Regions from separate parts of the Danio rerio genome. Here region 1 is linked to region 2. Evidence: chromatin contacts called from public HiChIP or PLAC-seq data. All regions are on one chromosome and are shown on one strand. Each heading gives the region's core, a stretch centred on a gene start, on an enhancer-like site or on the middle of the called end of the contact. The rest is flanking DNA. Distances are from core to core; before and after follow the strand shown.

Evidence for each region. HiChIP or PLAC-seq counts read pairs in DNA pulled down with a chosen protein or histone mark.
Region 1: an H3K4me3 HiChIP or PLAC-seq map of gastrula embryo shows a contact between it and region 2, with 4 times the contacts expected there. The contact joins the promoter of ehbp1 here to the promoter of LOC141378567 in region 2. A contact is called at or near these places in 2 of 4 datasets of contacts at active chromatin or transcription factors (embryo and gastrula embryo).

The regions. Positions count from the first base shown.
Region 1 is chr17:25,457,062-25,461,487 of GRCz12tu, reverse strand. It overlaps ehbp1 (EH domain binding protein 1), which reads right to left and starts at 2,250. Exons shown (of 24, transcript XM_073928528.1): 1 at 1,897-2,250; 2 at 1-424. The coding sequence starts at 60.
Region 2 is chr17:25,375,766-25,380,382 of GRCz12tu, reverse strand. It overlaps LOC141378567 (protein FAM161A-like), which reads left to right and starts at 2,776. Exons shown (of 4, transcript XM_073928525.1): 1 at 2,776-3,109. The coding sequence starts at 2,999.

The sequences.
Region 1 (4,426 bases), core at 1,001-3,500, 82 kb before region 2:
AAACTGGAATTTGGAAGCATGTTTCCCAACACGCTGCAGTCTCTTCCACACCGAAGCCATGGTTTTTCCTATTTAAAGAGCTGACAGTTTGTTTAAAAACACTGTCGTATTCTCTGACGCCACCTCCTCACAAATCCTTTTCCTGGAAAAGTTCTCAAAAGTATCCCTCCAAAATTGCCTTGTGTGCATTCATTGATTTTTAAGGGGTTTTAAATCAGGTAAAGAAAAAGAAAAAAACACCTAGATCCCTTGCTATCAAAACATTAGCATGGATGATCTCAGATCAGCATGATGGCATGACTTGTTAAATCCGCCGGAGTGACTGACAGCACTCACAGAGCTCATTCCGTACAGCAAATCCCTCAAAATAAACACAAGGAGTGCATGGTAATCCAATATTCCTCATTTCCATGTGTCAATAAACCTACAGAGACAAAGAGGGAGCCGGTTAGATCTGAATGATAAAGCTTGTTACTAAAAAATTATATCCATTAATTCAACAGTCGAGATTTAATTTTACTTTTCTGCGTTCAAACACTAATAGTCTTTAAAATCCTACATTTAAGCAGTGATTCATAGCAGCAACAGAATATCCTTATCAGGTATCAGTGAATAGCAATGGAAAGCGATGATATCAAGAGACATTTGAGAGACTTGTTTAGCTGTGCCACCAAATTTCATAACACCAGCAGAATGCAGGCAGATTAGATCTGCTGGACCAGTTGCAATTATTTCAAAGACATGCAAGCATTTCTGAAACATCAAAAATATTTTTGTTGTTATTACCCACCCCTGCACAATATATATTATCTATGCATCTACATCATGTGTGATGTCAAGGAGGATCATAGATGACTGCTGATTTGTAGATTAATTATTAAGGTTTCATCATAAAAATATTATCATCTGCCCATTTTAAATATCCACAGTATTACGGTGTAATTTCCACATGAGTTTTAAATTAAAAAAGCACAGTAAACAATAATGTTTCCAGCTTTCCAACTGTATTTAATTTATAGAGTGAAGACCAGTCAGTGTTACTGTTATACTTGATTATTGCATTTCAGAACCTGAATATCTAAACCCTATTTGTTGAAAAATTAATAAGAAAAATGTTTTCAAAAGCAAGGCTGATGGATAAAGTAACAGTTGCATAACACCAATCAAACTAGTTACCATTTTCACAGTAATGCTCTGCTCTAGCCAAAGAGTGACACAATACACGAGTTTGATAAATAGTGTTTTACCAGCATTGAAACAAAAGCTAAGAAACACCTTAGGCTGTTATATTATCAATGTAGAAGAAGGTAACTAAATATTACTCTGCTATTCCCTTTATTTACAATGACAACAAGAAAAATCACAGTTGTGACAATTTTCAGTACAAGTCCACTTTTACTCACGTGTTACTGCCTGAATGTCAATTAGGCTACAATTAGATTATCTGTAGTGTTTGTTTGTTTCATGCAGTCAAACTACTATAAATAAACCTGAAATCAAGCAATATTATTAATTTAAGATTCAATAGGAGCTAAAAGTAGTAATGACCATCTTTAAATTATCATTTAAATTATGCTCACAACTGTTGCTGTTCAAGCATACAGTTCTATCAACACAAGACTGCTGCTGAAGGCGTCTGTAGACAACTCTCCTCCTCATCCACAACTGCTACACTGTCAGTGCTGTCAAACTGACCTCTTCATCAGCCACTTCAAGGTATTTGCTCTCAGGTTACTGGTTAAAGATCCTCTTTTAAAGTCGCAGTCTTTTTACAAACGCCGGACTAGCAATACGGTTTAAGAATTCATCCCACTAATCAATAATGAATCTCGTGCAATCACAGAGACACTTATCGTGATATTTTCCTAAACATCTCGGCCGCATTCCTGCACTCACCCGGTCAATAATGAAGCAGCAGCAGTAGCGGCTGAACGCGCCCGTTGCGGCGGGAGGCGCGTGGCTGCATTCAGCCGCTAGCGAGCTAAAGAGCCGCTCCGGATGGATATCCCCATAGAGCTCCGTTAGCAGACTAGGCTAACCTTAGCCAGACAGGCTATCCCAGGGCAAAGAGCGCCAGCTAAACCGAAATCCTTAGGGCTCTCCGGCGTATACCGGCGACGACCGCACTGAGGAGTTTGAAGGCAAGCAGCAGCGGCGGTTCTCCCGGTCGAGAGGAGGAAATTCCTGCGCTGTTTTCTTATCCACACACAAACTCAGCGTATCAAGACTCCATCATTTTCCTCCCCAATCCCACATTCAGTCAAACATCTGTGCTGAGTCTCCGAGAAACGCCCCCACGCGCCCCTCATTGGCTGCCGAGCCGTATATATTTACATATTCATGACAGTTCTTAACGCTTTTGTTTCCAATGCTCGCTCCTATTGGTCGACAGAGACATCTTTCAGAGATCTTTAACCCGCCCGTGTGTGTGAGTGAGCAAGCATACTGAGCTGACTAGCAGCAGAAGTAATGTAAACCCTCTCCTCCTGTGAAATAAAGAGGAAAACTAAATGAGGGGATATGTTTGGGATTTGTATAATGAAATCAAGGGATTTGAATAATGAAAAAAAAAAAAAAAATATATATATATATATATATATATATATATATATATATATATATATATATATATCAGGGCTCGAAATTGCGACCATTTTGGTCGCATATGCGCCCGAAAATTAATCTATGCGACCTCATAATATATTTGGGCGCATTAGTGCGACTGCAGATAATGGTTGTAGTGCGACCTGTTTTGTTTTTTTCTAAAAACGTGCTGAATCGCTCTTCCCTGCCTCTATATTGGTTCATATTAGCTGTCATTCACTCAAGGTATTGCGCTGTCAGATGACAGGGAAGGAGCTTTTATGACCACAGGAAATGCAAACGGCTGAAGAGTAAAAACTTAAAGCTCACAAGTTTGAAAACCCCACCTAAAGTTGAGGCGCAGATGAAAGCGATCATGACACGTCACGTGGTGAATAATGATCCGCCAGCTGTGATCAATCGAGTACGCGCTTCTTGGAGAAGGTGCCCGAATCTCCATGTGTCGCTTTCACTGCGTGTTCAGCGCAAATGTCCGCTGAAAGTCAAATCTAATACTGTACATATCATCGCCAAAGAAGCTCGCCTTTACTAAGTTTACACTGAAACTGCGGCTCATAACAAAGACCGGATTTGCGCCGATGGTTAGCGCAAGAATCTTGCGCTGCCTACTTATTAATTGGGTTGGCTGACTCGCCTGCTTTTCCACAAACACAGAAAAATGAAGATCATCTCAGACTGAACCTTTAAATTGACACAAACTGAAACCAAAACTTTAAAAGAGTGATAGAAGCGAGACTTTACTTTCTTTCTTTTGTCTATTCTTTTTTAAGGTATATATTATTTTTTTATTTATTTACTGATGACTGCTTTGCAGCTTTCATCATTGAATTGAATGATTTATTATAATCTTTTGTTTGTTTTGTAGCAGAAATATTATTTATTAAATTGACATGCATATAAAAACAGCAGTACAAAATTAATATTTCTTACTGCAATGCTTCATTTTTGTTTGATGCAAACTATACAATTATTTTTCATAAAGTAACAGACTTTTAATAGCAGATAACCTACATTCATGCACATTCAAGGCAGTATCATAATGAGAAATGGAATTCATTGTTACTATTATTGTCATTTTCATCATCATTAATATTCTATGGCCTAATCATTAGACATTCATTTTGGAATTATTGCACACAAATATCAATGTCTTCGCAGCATTAGTTAGATAGTTGTTTCTGGTTTTTGTTAGTCCTATTAATGTTGTTTTAAAATACAATAAATCCCTTAAAAAACAATTTGCAGCGGTGCTCATTCATTTTTGGTGGGTGCTCCTAAATTTTTTCTGGTGCTCCTAAAAATTTTTTGGTGCTCCTAAATATTTGAAGTTGGGAGCACCGGTGCTACCAAGTAAAAAAGTTAATTTCGAGCCCTGTATATATATATATATATATATATATATATATATATATATATATATATATATATATATATATAAATATATATATATATATATATATATATATATATATATATATATTTTTTTTTTTTTAGTTTTAAGCAAAAGCCCGGACCAATTGAAACATTTTAGCAATATCTTAATATAAAAATAAACGTATTATAATTTTATTTTTGTGTTTTTACACTTTTATGTAAGAAATATGTTCATGTAATAATAATAACAACAATAATAAAAAATAATAATTAACTAATTTAATTTATAAACCTGAATAAAGTGTTCATTCACACGCTTATCAGAAAAATCTTGATGCCTGCCTTTACAGAGAGACACACCACGTGTCAAAAAATGCTTTGAAGCAGCCAACATTCTTGCAAAGACCCATATGTCTGTGAGTTTGTGGAGGGAGGAGTTCACAGATTC
Region 2 (4,617 bases), core at 1,527-4,026:
GAAGAAGTTGATTTACAAGAAATAATGCAATTTTGGGAAAGTCAATTTGAAAAGGCTCAAGCCAAAATGAGGAGAAGTGAACTTGCAGTCTTACTAAATGTTGCAACTGTGAGAAATAAAGATTCAAGTGAGATTAAATCTTTACCATGAGAATCTCAACCAGAACCCAGTCTTAACAGAGTCACAGTATATATGAGAATAGTTTCGTAATAGTCACCTTTTATAGCCAAGGTGTGAACAGCTTGTGACTAAATTAAAACACTTGACTTCCACCAACTTCTTAGGTTTTAAATGTCAAGAACCTACACTGGAACAAATTATTAGTTGACTTTATTAGAAAATGTGAGTTAACCTGATTAACTAAATGAACTACACTACCCGTCAAAAGTTTGGGGTCATTTATTTATTTATTTATTTTAAGAAAATTGTTCTGTTCATCAAGGCGACATTTATTAAATGTAAAAAAAAAAACTGTTAAATATTTATAAAAATTTTAAATAACTGCTTTCTTATCGTATGTATTTTTAAATTAAATTATTACTCCAGTCATTACTGCTTTTATTACTATTACATTATTAATAAAATTATAATATAATAATAAAAATAATAATAAAAATAATAAGGATAATGTAACTCCAAAGACTAGAGTAATAAAGCTGAAAATTCCTCGTTAAAATCATTGGAATAAATGATTAAAATAAATGATAAACTACTTTTGAACAGTTATCTTATAGTGCAATAACATCTCAATATTTTAATCAATTGAAATAAATGCATCCTTGGTTTGCAGGATAAGCTTATTTTAAAACATTTAAATATCCTACTGACCAAAATATTTGACCGATAGTGCATGTGCATAAAATAAAATTGCCTTTTATTAAGAAGAGTCAACTTGTTGCTTTTTTTAAGGCAAATATTTACTTATTTTTAAAATTAAAGTTACTCGGTTTTTACTAAATTAAAATAATTACAAAATATTATCAACGGATGTTGGTAAATTGCAGAGCTTATGTAAACATGGCTATATGGCTGTGATCAAATGCTTTCTACACTGCTGTTTTCTCACTGCTGTCATTTTGTTGTGTGTTTTACTATTGAGAGAAACTCGAGGGAAATTTTGTCATGGAAAGCTTGCAGCAGAAATGTACTGTACATATTCATCTAAATATTATTTATCAACATAATTTATTTACATCCATTAATTTTTAAAATATCTGTGTAAAAGATATGTTCATTTTCATTTTACTTTTAATTGAACAAAAAAATTGTACTGAGGTGCTGAATCTTGTATAATTTCTTTAATGTTAAAGGTATAGTTCATGGCAAAATATTCTAACTCATGGCAAAATATAAACTCAAGTGGTTCTAAAATTTTGTTCATTTTCTGTCCTCTGTTGAACACAAAAGAAGATATTCTGAAGAATGTTTAAAAAGCAGCCATTGATAGCCACCCATAGTTAGAACAAAAAAATACTATGGAAGTCAATGACTTTTATTTCAATCATTTCTCAGAAAATGCAAAGAAAAACATTACTTTTAATATTTTATCATCTACACCGGAGCGGCACAGTGGGTAGCACAATCGCCTTACAGCAAGAAAGTCCCTGGATTAAGCCCCGGCTGGGTCAGTTGGCATTTGTGTGTGGAGTTTGCATGTTCTCTCCGTTCTTGCGTGGGTTTCTTCTGGGTGCTCAGATTTACCCCACAGTCCAAAGACATGTACTATAGCAGGGGTGGCCAACCCTGTTCCTGGAGAGCCACCTTCCTGCAGATTTCAGTTGCTACCCATATCAAACACACCTGAACCAATTAGTTAGGACCTGAACAACACGTGATAATTACAGGCAGGTGTGTTTGATATGGGCTGCAACTGAAATCTGCAGGAAGGTGGCTCTCCAGGAACAGGGTTGGCCACTCCTTTACTATAGGTAAATTGAATTAACTAAATTGGCCATAGAGTGAATGCAAGAGTGTATGGGTGTTTCCCAGTACTGGGTTGCAGCTGGAAGAGCATCCGCTGCGAAAAACATATGCTGGATAAGTTGGAGGTTCATTTTGCTGTGGTGACTACTGATTAATAAAGGGACTAAGGCGAAAAGAAAACTAATGAATGAATCATCTACACCTGCCTTTAGAAGTCAACAATTTTTTATGACAAGACACTATCAATGTTTTTCATTGCCAGCACACTTCAGCCACCACTAAACCACACACCACCTTTCACCTAACATTTACCTTTAGCACATTAATAACACCGTGTGACTTCCACATGACATCGCAGCTTCACTTTGCAGAAGCACATTCTTTGATAATGGTTTGTGTACAATCTCAATTCAGGGACTGTATTTTGGTATGTTTTAAAGGGATAATTCACCCAAAAATGAGTTTATCATTTATCTCATGTGATTTTAAACCTTTATGAGTTTTTTCTTCTGTTGAACACACAAGAGGATACTCTGAAGAATGCTGGTGCTGCATTGACTTCCATAGGCAAAATATTTACCATGGAAGTCAATTAGTCCGAGCGACAAGCATTCTTCAAAATATCTTCTTTCGTGTTCAACAGAAGAAAGGAACTCAAATAGATTTTGAACAAGTGAAAGGTGAATATATGATAGCAGATGTTTCATTTTTGACACTTTAAATACTGCATGTTTACTGCGAGAGCATCTTCAGCTGAACCCTCTTCACATGCTGGATTCCCTCTGTAATTAAGAGTGCTGTTAATCTCTAAATCTTATTTGGGATGGTTCACTTTGAATCACATCTGAAGGTGTAAATCGGGGTTTAAAGAAGATATAGGACATATGGTCAGCAAGCACCAGGCTCTAAATCGTGACCTTTTAGGGTTTATCCACAGGGATAAACTGAGATTGGCACATCTGGGTGTGAGAAAGCATCCTAACCTAGTGTGGCAGTGCCATACCTGTGAGAGGAGCAAAGCGAGTCGAAAGGAGAAAGGAAGGAGAAAAGCAGTGCTGTACTTCAGATCTGGACAATGAAAGCGATACTGCGTACAGAGAGACTGCAGCCCAGTGAACTTCAGGCTCTGTTCGGAGAAGAGAAGGATTATTCATGCTCCCTGAATGATATTGTTCACCACACAGAGGTATGCATCTTGCATCTTTAGACTTATACAATGTAAAATATGAATGTGAAATTGTACAGTATGAAAACAGTACTTTTAAATGACATAAACTGCAGATGAAGATATTGTAAGATAAGTTCAGAATCGAATATTCTGGACTGTCGTCTATTTGTAAAAGCAAGATGATCCAGAAACAAGGCTAAAGGATGTGTGACTGGTTTAGAAAAGAATGAGGATATGCTACTGTAATTAGAAAACATGAAACTGAGTTTGTCATATTTTAGTCACATGGTGTCAAGGGACAAAATATCACTGAAAATGGACATTGAGAAAGATTGAGGACACAAGGTGTAGAACCACTAGTACTACCACTACTGAAATGGGATACAGTAACATAACAGACACTGGAGGTTCAAAACTAAAAATCTTTTTTAGCTCTTTAGTCTACAAAGTCAGAGATTTACTCAAACCTAAGCTGTTGGAACAAACCAACAATAATGGGTCAACTACTGTACCATTAGTGTAATGTAACATTTCAGCTTTTTTAAAATTCAAATTGGGTGACATGATGACTCAGTGGTTAGCACTGTCGCCTCACAGCAAGAAGGTCACTAGTTTGAGTCCCAGCTGCGTCAGTTGGCATTTCTGTGTGGAGTTTGCATGTTCTCCCTGTGTTCGCTCCAGGTGCTCCGGTTTCCCCTACAGTCCAAAGATATATGGTATAGGTGAATTGAATAAACTAAATGGCTGTAGTGTATGTAAATGTGGGAATGAGTTTGTAGAGGGTACTGGGTGGCTGCTAGAAAGGCATCTGCTATTTGAAACATATGCTGGATAAGGTTGCGGTTCATTCCGCTTTGGCGACTCCTAATGAATAAGGGGACTAAGCTCAAGGAAAATGAATGAATGAATTAAACATTCTAATTTACTATTTAAACTAGAGTCAGGTCTACTGACTTTAAATTAAGATTTATTTAAATTAAGGTCAGATTTGCTAACATTTTTGGCATTAAAATGCTATAATAGTGGGTTCTTACAACTTTATATGGGTCAAATATGGACAAAAACAACCTCGGATGTCAATTTTCTGATTTAATTTGAAATCATTTAAAAATTTTATCCAGATGTTAAGTTTGTAAAAACAACCAATTTATTAGTTTACCAGTGGTGTCCAAACTCAATCCTGGAGGGCCGGTGTCCCGGAGAGTTTAGCTCCAACCCTAATCAAAAACACATGAACCAGTTAATCAAGATTTTACTAGATATAATAGAAACGTCCTGGTAGGTGTTTTGAAGCAAGATGGAGCTAAACTCAGTAGGACAATGGCCCTCCAGGACTGAGTTTTGACATCCCTGGACCCAGTTTTTCAAAAGTAACAAAGGGATTTTGAATTACGATCAGACCATAATCCAATCTTACATTTGATTTGGATCAGACCTGCGCTTTGGGTTATTAAAACTCAGATTGGGAACTATTTGATAAAAAAAAAAAATCCCATCAAAGGGGTGGATTCAGTGTTGATTTTTGA